Linked DNA regions of Mus musculus: all the other regions are linked to region 2. The links are chromatin contacts, called in public Hi-C and promoter capture Hi-C maps. All regions are on one chromosome and are shown on one strand. The core of a region is the stretch at or near the end of the contact, and the rest is flanking DNA. Distances in the headings are between cores, read along the strand shown. Region 1 holds the start of Mau2 (MAU2 sister chromatid cohesion factor). Region 2 holds the start of Haus8 (4HAUS augmin-like complex, subunit 8). Region 3 holds the start of Slc25a42 (solute carrier family 25, member 42). Region 4 holds the start of Tssk6 (testis-specific serine kinase 6).

Region 1 (2,700 bases), core at 163-2,662, 1.2 Mb before region 2:
CTAGCCTCTTGCCTCTCCCTTGAACATGTACATCACAGGTATGTGCAACTATGCCTGTAATCTCAGTACTTGGGTGGCCAGGAAGGATGACAGCTGGGAATTGAGACCAATTCTTTGCTACATCGTGTAAGACCACGACAACCCCCCCCAACACAAAAACAAACAAAAAACCCAAACTTCACACAGTGTGGTCTTTGCTAAATCACTTTACTTAGCTAAGCCTATACGGTTTCACTCTTGAAATAAGGAAGTTTATTGGTTCAGTGAGGATTAGAAGCTCTAACTATGCACAGTGTGGGAAACAAGAATTTTGATCCCCTCCTGAAGGCAATTTACTAGACTGTCTGCAGGTCAGAACATTAAACATCTGAATAGTCAAGGAAACAAAGATAGGAAAATGGCAAAAAAGAGGCGGAGGTGTGGAAGAGACACAGTTGCCATGAGAAGAAACAAGTCTTACTGAGAAGCTGAATGACAGCTACCTCTTGAAATTCTGTGAAGCACCAAGACGTCACAAATCAAGTTGGAGGCGGAGTGGGGACTCTTTCAAAGATGGACCATTTCGTGGTGGGAGAAGAAGCCACCAACAGTGAGACTGACCTCCAGACCCCCGAGGTGCAAGTGACTCTAGAAGCTACTTTCTGCACTTCAGGTCCTCACAAGGCAACAACGTTCAACAAGAGGCTGAAGGCCTCACCTTCCCCAATATCCATGCCACAAGGATCTGGGACTCCAGACCTAGACACCTGACTGTCAGAAGTCCTGGACTTTCAGATTTCCTGCGACCTCGCTTTCACACGTCAGGGAGCTCGCATCTCTTCCTTAGGTAGGTGCTTCTAGGCTGACGCTCTGGGTCCTGTTCCCGCGGCCACCCGACTAGGAGGGTCCCCGATGCAAGCACCAAGTAGCTGAAGAGGGACAACTTTCCCGGTTCCCGGGTGAGAGGGCGTGGCGGAGCCGCGTCTGTCACCGCAGGTGAGGGCGAGGCCTTCGGAAGTCCCAAGCCCGACGAGGCGGAGAGGATCGAGTCCCCGGTACCCGCGGCCCGCCCGCCTGGCCCGCACACTCACCGCCTTCTCCAGGTGGCTGCGCGCCTGCTCGCTGTTCTTCGTGTGGTGGTAAAGCACCGAGCCGAGCTGCAGGTGCGTCCGGGCCTCGATCCGCTGAGGCGGCTTGAAGGGGAACACGGCCTGCAGGCAATGAACGCACAAGCGGATCTTGGGCGGGCTAGATGTTCGGAAGTGCTCGGCGAAACCCAGGAGAGCCAGATACCACGACTCGGCTGCCTCGGCCTGTGCGGCCTGTGCGGCGGCAGCCTGAGCTGCAGCCGCCGCCTGCGCCGCAGCCGCCGCCTGTGCCGCCATCTTGGCCCGCACAACAACAAGCCGCCTCCACAGAGAGGCGGAAGCACCTTGAGGGGCGGGGCCTGGCGACCCGCAATTCTCGCGAGAACTGCTACGCAAGGACTTCTGGGTCTTATGGTGTGTGTTCGAAGTGGCTCCGACTGAGGAAGACTCTGAGGAGAGGATGATACCTCTGCATCATCGTAACTGAGAGTAATACACGTTCGTGAACTGACGCCGGCGTTTCTGTGGAGAAGACGCCCGGTGTCCTAGAAGGGGGTTGGACGAGATTGTCGGAGAAGGACTACATTTACCATCAGACCAAGCGCACTATAACAGAGCCTCCCTCTTCTCAGGTGGCGCCGGAGCATTGTGGGATTGGATGAGTCTCAAGATGGACAACCGGGATGTTGCAGGTAACATCCCCCGACTTCCCTTCGCCGCCCGCCTGGGTTCTCGCGACTGCACGTCTCCTGTTCACCCTACTTTCTGTCACGGACCTGACACGCGGACTTCTCGCCTCAGCCCCAGGGAAACTTACAGTAACGTTGCGTGTGCCCTTCTCTGGTCTGCCGAGACCCCAGACTCGGGTTCGCCCCCCAACCCCCGCCCGTGGCTGAGGAGCGCTCCTGGTCTCCCTCAAAGGCCTGGGCGCCGGGTGGGAACCGCATGGGCTTTCCCAATAAACTGCTCTCGGGCCGGTGGCATCCACAGCGGACAGCCTGGGACATCCCTCCTGCCCCTCCGGTCCCCTTTGGCTTGGGTCCTGCCTTGTGGGAAATGTGCGTTTCCGAACTGCACTGGGTCAGCCAGGGCGGTTTCCCACGGTTACGGGTTTAGCTCTCCCTGTGCCCCTAGGATGAAATGCATTTGCCCATTCACCATATGCTTCCACACTTGCTGGGTGCCAAACGCTGTGCTAAGCTTGCGTGTCAGTGCACCTGGAAGCAAATTTTGCAAAGAACTAGTTCTCGTGACGTGAGGTTGGATGCTGCTAATATATTGAAGGTCAGGGAAGGCTTAACAGTTTTTAAAAATCCATTTGTCTTTATGTCTTTGTGTGTGAGTACCTGGAGCTGGAGTTATAGTAGGCCACCTGGATGTTTGCTTGGATTCTCTGGAAGAGTGACAAGCACTCTTAACCTCTGAGCCATCTCTCTGGCTCCATGAAAAGTCTTTCTTGAGTACAAGATGTTCCATATGAGTAGATGCTGTCTATAGGAAGGCAGAGGTTTCACCACAGAGGCTGGATAGGCCTCAGAGTGGACTAGGATTGTCTCCTTGGAGATTGTTATGAATGAAATGGAAATAATTAGGGGTGTCAACTCTGGTAGTGTCTAGGGAGTCAGTTTTGCTT
Region 2 (2,700 bases), core at 23-2,522:
GCAGAGGCCACGGAGGGATGTTCCTTACTGGCTTGCTTCCCCTGGCTTGCTCAGCCTGCTCTCTTATAGAACCCAAGACTACCATCCCAGAGATGGCACCACCCACAAGGGGACCTCCTCCCTTGACCCTAATTGAGAAAATGCCTTACAGCTGGATCTCATGGAGGCATTTCCCTAACTGAAGCTCCTTTCTCTGTGATAACTCCAGCCTGTGTCAAGTTGACACAAAACTGGCCAGTACATCAGTTATCTACTTTCACCATATGAAACCCATGGATCAAAATAAGATCATGAGGCTTGGTGGCAAGAGCCTTTGTTTCACCCACTTGACCTTCACAGAGTGTCCTTTGCTGTATACAGTCACAATAGCCCGTGACCCTCATCCTTCAGACTCTTAAGCAAACACCCATGGGTGTAGTGAGTCAGGGCTAAAGGGGAGTGCGACAAGCAACCCTAGAGCTCCTGAGGCCTAGGAAAAGGTCTGTGCTGGGACTAAAGTCGTGCTACCATGTAGGGTCACGTTTTTCCTTTAAAAAAAGGAAGGCTAGGTGGTGGTGGCACATGCCTTTGAACCCAGCACTTGGCAGGCAGATTTCTGTGAATTCAAGGCCAGACTGGTCTACAGAGCTCCGGATCAGCTACACACATACACACACACACACACACACACACACACACACACACACACACAAAACAAAAAACAAAAAACACCACTGTCTCCAAGGGGAAAAAGAGAGAATGTCCACCAAAGTCCACGCACAACCCCAATTCTGAACTGCATCTGGGACCCCAGCTCCCCAGCACGCACCGAAGCGGCTCAGAGCCTGGGCTTCTGGTCTGGGAGAGATTCGGGCATTGGCTCATAAGATCCCAGTTCTCCAGCTCCGCTGCCTGTGAGCCCAGGATCTGGTCTTTGGCCAACCCACAGGAGCCCCTAAATTCCGCCCTTCTGAGATCCCAACTCACCCTGCGTCCCGTTCTGAGGAATCCGCCATTCTCCCGCCTTCCACTCAAAGGCAAGCGTCTCAGGGTCCCGCCCGCTAGGAGGCAGGGAGTAGTGCTGGAAGCCGGAGGGTGCTCTCTTCACGCGAGCCGCGGGGCGGGCTCCAAGCTTGCTACAGTTCGTTCAGCCTGGCCAAGAGCGCCGAAAAAGGGCGTGGCTCCAAGGTGTCCCTCAGACGTGTGGGCTTCCGGCACCAACCTGAGCGGGCTAAAATACTGCTGGGGAGGGGCGTGACTATCATAGCGCCCGCCCCTCTCAGCTGTGGAACACTTAGCATCTGGAATGCACCAACCGCAGAGGGCGTTCGCTGCGCGCCTTTAGATGGGGCGGGACCTCGAGTCGCCCCGCCTCTCCGACGAGTTGGCGCCCGCCCACTCAGCGCCTCCGGAACCCGGAAGTGAAATCGCACGGTGCAGCGGCGGGCGAGGCTGGTCGCTTCGGGGCGGGGCGGCCGGGAGCAGCGGGCAGGCTGGCCGGGGACCGGTGGCGCGCAGCGGCCCGAGGTCCAGGTAAGTTCTCGCGGCGGCCGTGAGTGGAGACCCGAGCCGGGGTTGTGCACCGGGTTGCTCCTGAAGTCGTGGGACGTGAGGGCAGGATGCGGCCTGGGGGACGCGTGGACGCTGAGGGGGTTGAGACTGGCGGGCTTACCGCGTCTTTCAGCGGCGGCTGAGGAGAGGACGTGGCTAAGGTGGCATCTGGGGGGATCTCAGGAAACGGGGGAGGCCAGGAAGGCGGAGCCGAGGGGCCGTGCTAGGGAAAGGGACTTCTGCACTCGCGGTCTGAGCCCTAGGGTGTCAGAGAGGCGCCGGGCTCTCAGAGAATGGGAAACGGTCTGTGGCAACCCACTGTTGGGGCTGGAACGTCTAAAAGAGTGGGCCTGGAAAGACACGCAAAAACAGTTCCTCAGAGGGCCGGAGGAGTGGAGAGGAGGAGGAAAGGGAGATGACGGGGTGCAGCCTCTGGAGACTCGCCCCCGCCTTCCCCTCTTGATTCATCTTCTTCCTGACTTCACTCCCGGACAGCTGGGTGATCCGCCAGGGCGAGTCCCAGCGCCCTCTGGGTTCTCTCTCTGCTTTGATAGGCACATCACTTTCTGCTCAAGAAAAGAGTAGCTGGACTCTAGAGGAGGTTGCGGGGTGGGGGTGGGGTTCTGACACCCGAACTGCGTTTCAGAAGAAAGGGAGCCGGTAGGGTGGAAGCCACTCTCTCAAGAGAGTCACATCCTTGGACTTAAACGTTTTTTTGTTTTTTGTTTTTTGTTTTTAAATGACTTACAGGAAATGTATACCTCAGCGGTGGCAGAGATCTCAGCCCCGTGGAGTCACAGCTGCCAACAAACCCTCCCTTCTTTTTCTAGGGACCCTAACTCCCAAGGCTTTATAGGGGAGTCCTTTTGTGCCTCTTTGGCTCATTTTCCAGCACTTTAAGACATCCACCTAGCAGCCCCTCAGGTTGTATCTCCTTACCTTGTTGGGTATTGTCTAGTCTTTGAGACTTCAGTATCTTAAGGTGTCAAGGAATGGCTGGAGGTGGCATGAGCAACTATAAAGTTATTGTCACCGGCCTCTCTGCTCCTACAAGGCCTTGGAGCTGCCTGGTTTTGATTGGCATCACTTTCTCCCCCCCCCCCCTTACCAGTATTCCCTGTCTGCTGTGTGCTTGCTGAAAGGAGGCCAGGTTTAGAGCTCCATTTGGTA
Region 3 (2,700 bases), core at 150-2,649, 1.1 Mb before region 2:
ACTTCTGGTTGGTGAACTGGGATGCTCTGAGCATCAGGCTGAGGAGATTATTCTAAGTCCAGAAATGACTCAAAAGCTGTCCAGCCCTGAGATTTTTGTTTGTTATTGGTCTTTGAGACAGGGCCTCTGAGTAGCCCAGGCTGGACATGAACTCCAGATCCCCCTGCTGAGATGATAAGTGTGTACCCCCACACCTGGTTTCTCTGGTGCTAGGAATGGAACCCCCAACTTCAAACAAGCACTCTACCAACTCCACTCCCGTCTATGCACTGTTTGCTCATTAGTTTTCTTTCCTTTCTTTTTGTGAAACAAGGTCTTAAACAGACCAGGCTACTCAAATTCACTGTGTGTAGCCAAGGTAACCTTGAACTTCTGATCCTACCTCTACCTGTTCAGTGCACAGATGACTCATAACATCATGCTGTGTCAAGAAGTGATTTTATATGCATATACATATACATATTGTGGTGTGTGTGTGTGTGTGTGTGTGTGTGTGTGTATTTACGTGTGTGCCACAGAGCCCATGTAGAGATCAGAGGACAACTTTTGGCAGTTCCCAAAAACTCAGTTTGCTGAGCCATCTCACCTGACCTCAAGCACTCTTTATAAAAGTTCAAGGACAACCTGGGTTACAGTGCAAGACTTTGACTCCAAAACTAATCAATAAATAAATACAATAAAATGAAATGCTAGAAATAAATTTAAAAGCCCTGTTAAAGCAATAACAGACCAGGTGGTACCCCACACTTTTAATCCTGGCACTTGGGAGGCAGGGGCAGGGAGATCTCTGTGAGTTCCAGACCAGCTGGCTCTACACAGTGAAACACGGTTTCCAAAACCAAGCCACCACTCGCACTACACGGGGGACGAAAATAAAAAATTTAAAACCACAAGTTAGGTGGACTTTGCTTTGGGAGTGAAGCGATGGTTGCGCGACAGGGACGGGGAGAGGCACGCAGGTGCACGTGTGTAGCAGCCGCGTCCGGGTGGCACCCGAAGCTTGCACCCGAAGCGTCCACCCGGGTTCCAAAGGAAGGACACGCAGCGGGCTGAGGAAGATCAGGTCTGCGAGGCACGCATGTTGGGTGCGTAAGCGGCCACCTTGGCCTCACAGGGGTTGTCACTCTCAGGGCAGCTCGGTGTGAAATTAGGGTTCGGCCTGGCCGTGGGGACCCCGAGGACGCGCGAAACACAGGGTGTGTGAGGGGATCTGTCACCTCTCCACGCTCGCGACACTGCTGTCACAACGAAACGGCCCCATGCCGCGCTTCCTCCCAGCCCGGGCCGCGAGAACCCCGCCACCCCGCGTCGCCCCTTGGCGCCTGCACTCCTTGGGTCGCGCTCACCTGCCCGGACGCGTCGCCGCTGCTGCCGCTACTGCCTCAGCCGCCTCAGCCGCTGCAGCCCCGCCTCGCGCGGGCCCTAAGCTCGAGGCCGGGAGGGGCCCAGGCCCTGCCGCCATTGGTCACGCCCTGTCCAATCAGCGCTGGAGACGGCAAGAATTGGTAAGCATGGCACAGACGGGCATCCTTTTTAACCAATCGCTAAAGGAAGGGGCGAGGCTACATGGAGGGGCGGCCCTGGTTCTTCTGAGCGTTCTACACCGGGTACAAGGCGGAGAGGCCTGGTGGGGGGCGTTCAAGAATTGGAACCCGCAGAAAATGGGCAGAGCTTCCGGCCAATTGCCAAGGGGTATAGGCGGAGCTAAGAGGAAAGGCGGCTCTTGGTTTCTGAGAATTCGGGGCACAAGGAGACAGAAGCGAGGATTGGATTCTGCAGAAAACAAGCAACGCTTTGGGCCAATAACTGAAGGGAGGGGGCGGGGCCTGGAAACAGCCCTCTTAGCCAATCGCTGAAGAGCAAGGTCAGCGCTCTGAGTAAGCTGGCGCGCTGGGCAAGGGCGAAGCTCGAGGATCGGAGGGTGTAGCCCGGAGGGCAACGATGATTGACTGCGACACTAAAGATGTACAGGTCCTGGGACCAATCGCAGAAGCTGTAGGCGGTGCATCTTCCAGGGGTGGGCGCGCTAGGTACAGACCATAACTATCTTGTCTGCCCTGGATGATCTAGTATGTTCCGCGCAGACTCCTCAGGTTCCCATGGCGCTCAGAAGCTTTACTCTTTCCTGAATTTAGACTTTGACAGTTGAAACACTCTTGGTTAATTCTCAGCCCGTCCCTCCTTTACTGTTCCCCTGCCGATGATACAAAGGGCAGAAACTCAGATCACTCAGCCTTCCTCTGCTACTTGAGTTCATGTGCAAAACATGGGAAGCAAAAGTGCAATCCTGCTGACGTGATCTGACTTTCAGAAAGTGACGTCTCTGGGTCCAAGCTTTATCCTTTACGAGATCTTATGACATCCCTGTGTTTGTGGTAACTGGTGAATTAACCAAACAATAAATACAACCACATGTCAAAGGGAACACAGAGAGGTCAAGCTCTTTGACCAAGGTTACAGAGCACTTTAGCTGTTCAATTTGTATATTGAAGCTCTGAACCCCCTCAGAAAGGGTAGTAAGACAGTGGGGAACGGAGTGACCTGAGTTACTCAGTCTGCTCAAGCCTTGGACAGAGCAATCCTTAGGTTCAATCTTGCCTCCCTGACCCCTTTGTGGAAACAGAAGGAGCCAGCAAGATGGCTCAATGGGTAAATGTTAATCCTACAGATTCAAGGAGAAAGACCACCGACCCAAATCAT
Region 4 (2,700 bases), core at 184-2,683, 1.4 Mb before region 2:
TTCTTCATATTCTTTTCCTGTTGAAATCGATAATAAAATTCTAAATGTTACTTAAAACACTTTTAAAAACTTAAAAACACAGCCTGGTGGGCACATGCCTGTCATCCTGGTACTATGAAGGCATAGAGTTGGGGTGTTCATAATTTCAGGCTGGCCTGGGCTCCACGAAAGCCGGTGGGGGTGGGGGCTGGGGGTGGGCAGAGAATGCCAGAAGAGGAACCAGCACTAGGGAGGCTAGAGTTTAAGACTAGCCTTCTATGCTATGTTACAATCAACACACATCTTGCCTTGGGTGGACCTGTCTGTCATCCCAGCAATCCATTGGCAAAGGCAGGGTCGCCACGAGTTTGAGGCCAGCCTGGGCTATATAGTAAGTCCCTATCTGCAAAAAAAAAAAAAAAAAAAAAAAAAAAAAAAAATTTAAAAACATTAAAAAAAAAATACGTATAACGGTGCATACCTATGAGCATAGCCTTCGGAAGTGAAGGCAAGAGATCAGGAGTTCTAGATCAGTCTCTGCTACGGAGTTTGAGGCCAGCCTAAAACAAAACAAAAGCCTCCAAACTCCAGGTTAGTGCTTCTCGCAGGCTTAGTTTCCAGGCCCGTGGAAGCCAGCTGGAAACTAGGGGACATGAACATTCTGGCTTCCGGGATGCTGCACTAGAAAACCAAGATTCCAACTCAGCCTCCGCTCACACTGTGCACTCTGAAGCCCGCAGGCTGCCCTCTCTCGTCTAACCGCATAACAAAAGCCTGGTCTGCGACGAACAGGACGACACTGAGACACTGACCCGACAGTCCCCGGCGGGGCAGGTTCCGCTTGTAGTCGATGGGGCCGTAGCCCCCTGGCGGGGGCATGTCCTGCTTCACCTTCGACGCCGCCATACTTGCAGGACCCGCAACTTCCGGCCACCAGCGGAAGTGAGGCAACGCGCGACCACCATTTTGAGTGTGGCGGAAGTTCCGTCACCCAGGAGGTTCCCTATAATTTGGAAGCGTTACGCTAGCCTTGCTGCGATCCGGAAGTCAGTCCCTCCTCCCTCTGGCCCTAGGCAGGGAGTAACTGTGGTCTGCATCTAGAGCTCTCTCGGGCGTGTTTCTTGCACTAAAAACCTTGGGAGTTCACCTACTTTCTTTCGTGAGCCATGGTAGCCAGGCTCGAGGCAACAGGCTGGTTCCCACCCACCTGAGCACCATCACTTCAGGGAGGGACTTGTCCTGTTCCACATCAGTGGGCAGTCTCCTCGCCAGTGACTTCTCACGAGGAACTGACCATTAAGGGCGATTGAGTCACAAAGCCTAAGAAGGGTTTAGGGAGCCCGCGGGGCGGGGGAGGGAGGGTCCCCGCCCCAAGGCCGAGTGACGCCCGCAGTCACTTCACAAGGCAGAAATTGTTACCCGGGCAATAAAAGTCATCGCGGCTGTAGGGCCTTGGGAGTGGGCACATGGGGGCACGGGGGTGCAGGTGCCAAGCACCATGGGTTAGGCCCGAGATTGGAGTCCGGCCGCCCCCCGACAGCAGCCGCCTCCTGCTCCCCGCGCGCCCCGGGCGCCACCATGTCGGGCGACAAACTCCTGAGCGAACTTGGCTATAAGCTGGGCCGCACGATAGGTGAGGGCAGCTACTCCAAGGTGAAAGTGGCCACCTCCAAGAAGTATAAAGGGACGGTGGCCATCAAGGTGGTGGACCGCCGGCGAGCGCCTCCGGACTTCGTCAACAAGTTCCTGCCTCGAGAGCTGTCCATCCTGCGGGGAGTACGGCACCCGCACATCGTACACGTTTTCGAGTTCATCGAAGTGTGCAATGGGAAGCTGTACATCGTGATGGAGGCAGCAGCCACCGACCTGCTGCAGGCAGTGCAGCGCAACGGGCGCATCCCGGGGTCGCAGGCGCGCGAACTCTTCTCGCAGATCGCGGGCGCCGTGCGCTACCTGCACGACCACCACCTGGTGCACCGCGACCTCAAGTGCGAAAACGTGCTGCTAAGCCCTGACGAGCGCCGCGTCAAGATCACGGATTTCGGTTTCGGCCGCCAGGCGCACGGCTACCCAGACCTGAGCACCACCTACTGCGGCTCGGCCGCGTATGCGTCACCTGAGGTGCTCCTGGGCATCCCCTACGACCCTAAGAAATACGACGTGTGGAGCCTGGGCGTTGTGCTCTACGTCATGGTCACCGGGTGCATGCCCTTCGACGACTCGGACATTGCTGGCCTACCCCGGCGCCAGAAGCGCGGCGTGCTCTACCCTGACGGCCTCGAACTGTCGGAACGATGCAAATCCTTGATCGCCGAGCTGCTACAGTTCAGCCCGTCTGCCCGGCCCTCGGCGGGCCAGGTGGCGCGCAATGGCTGGCTGCGGGCCGGGGACTCCGGCTAGGAGCCGGGGTTCTCGCTGTTCCCGCCGCACCAGGCACAGAGCCAGGGCGGCGCACGCGCGAAGGGCGAGCTTCGGGAAACCCGCGAAGTCGCCGCGCGCCACTGCGCACGCGTCCTGTCCCTTCCCCTTCCCCCACGGCGGCGGCCCTCTGAGGCCTGCTGTTGGGTTCTGATTCCTCCTGCACAAACTGATTGCTGGAGAGCGCATGCGCATCCTCGATTTCTGGCGAGAAGGCCCCGGGAGGGGCGCAAAGAGAAGAGAGAGAAGCATTGCGCCTGCGCAGAATGAGCTGTTGCACGGTGGGTTGCCATGCTACAGAGA

What was found. Promoter capture Hi-C pulls out the DNA fragments that hold promoters and counts their contacts. Hi-C and Micro-C count contacts between places; a contact is called where the count stands out from the background. Capture Hi-C pulls out chosen DNA fragments and counts their contacts.
Region 1: a promoter capture Hi-C map of liver shows a contact between it and region 2, with 2.2 times the contacts expected there. The contact joins the promoter of Mau2 here to the promoter of Haus8 in region 2. A contact is called at or near these places in 1 of 484 Hi-C or Micro-C datasets (B cells) and 1 of 9 other capture datasets (liver).
Region 3: a contact with region 2 is called in a promoter capture Hi-C map of pre-B cells, with 3 times the contacts expected there. The contact joins the promoter of Slc25a42 here to the promoter of Haus8 in region 2. A contact is called at or near these places in 1 of 39 promoter capture datasets (pre-B cells) and 1 of 484 Hi-C or Micro-C datasets (CD4 T cells).
Region 4: a contact with region 2 is called in a Hi-C map of uterus, with 4 times the contacts expected there. The contact joins the promoter of Tssk6 here to the promoter of Haus8 in region 2. A contact is called at or near these places in 3 of 39 promoter capture datasets (hippocampal neurons, liver and pre-B cells) and 1 of 484 Hi-C or Micro-C datasets (uterus).

Annotation. Positions count from the first base shown.
Region 1 is chr8:70,041,322-70,044,021 of GRCm38.p6, forward strand. Mau2 (MAU2 sister chromatid cohesion factor) reads right to left here and starts at 1,413. Exons shown (of 19, transcript NM_001376946.1): 1 at 1,071-1,413. The coding sequence starts at 1,364. Sugp1 (SURP and G patch domain containing 1) reads left to right here and starts at 1,466. Exons shown (of 14, transcript NM_027481.3): 1 at 1,466-1,759. The coding sequence starts at 1,726.
Region 2 is chr8:71,271,318-71,274,017 of GRCm38.p6, forward strand. It overlaps Haus8 (4HAUS augmin-like complex, subunit 8), which reads right to left and starts at 1,273. Exons shown (of 11, transcript NM_001163042.1): 1 at 967-1,273. The coding sequence starts at 995. It overlaps Myo9b (myosin IXb), which reads left to right and starts at 1,397. Exons shown (of 40, transcript NM_001142322.1): 1 at 1,397-1,512.
Region 3 is chr8:70,210,882-70,213,581 of GRCm38.p6, forward strand. Slc25a42 (solute carrier family 25, member 42) reads right to left here and starts at 1,400. Exons shown (of 8, transcript NM_001007570.2): 1 at 1,347-1,400.
Region 4 is chr8:69,900,751-69,903,450 of GRCm38.p6, forward strand. It overlaps Tssk6 (testis-specific serine kinase 6), which reads left to right and starts at 1,434. Exons shown (of 1, transcript NM_032004.2): 1 at 1,434-2,700. The coding sequence starts at 1,558. The coding sequence ends at 2,379. Ndufa13 (NADH:ubiquinone oxidoreductase subunit A13) reads right to left here and starts at 1,270. Exons shown (of 5, transcript NM_001382215.1): 1 at 1,187-1,270; 2 at 792-982. The coding sequence starts at 885.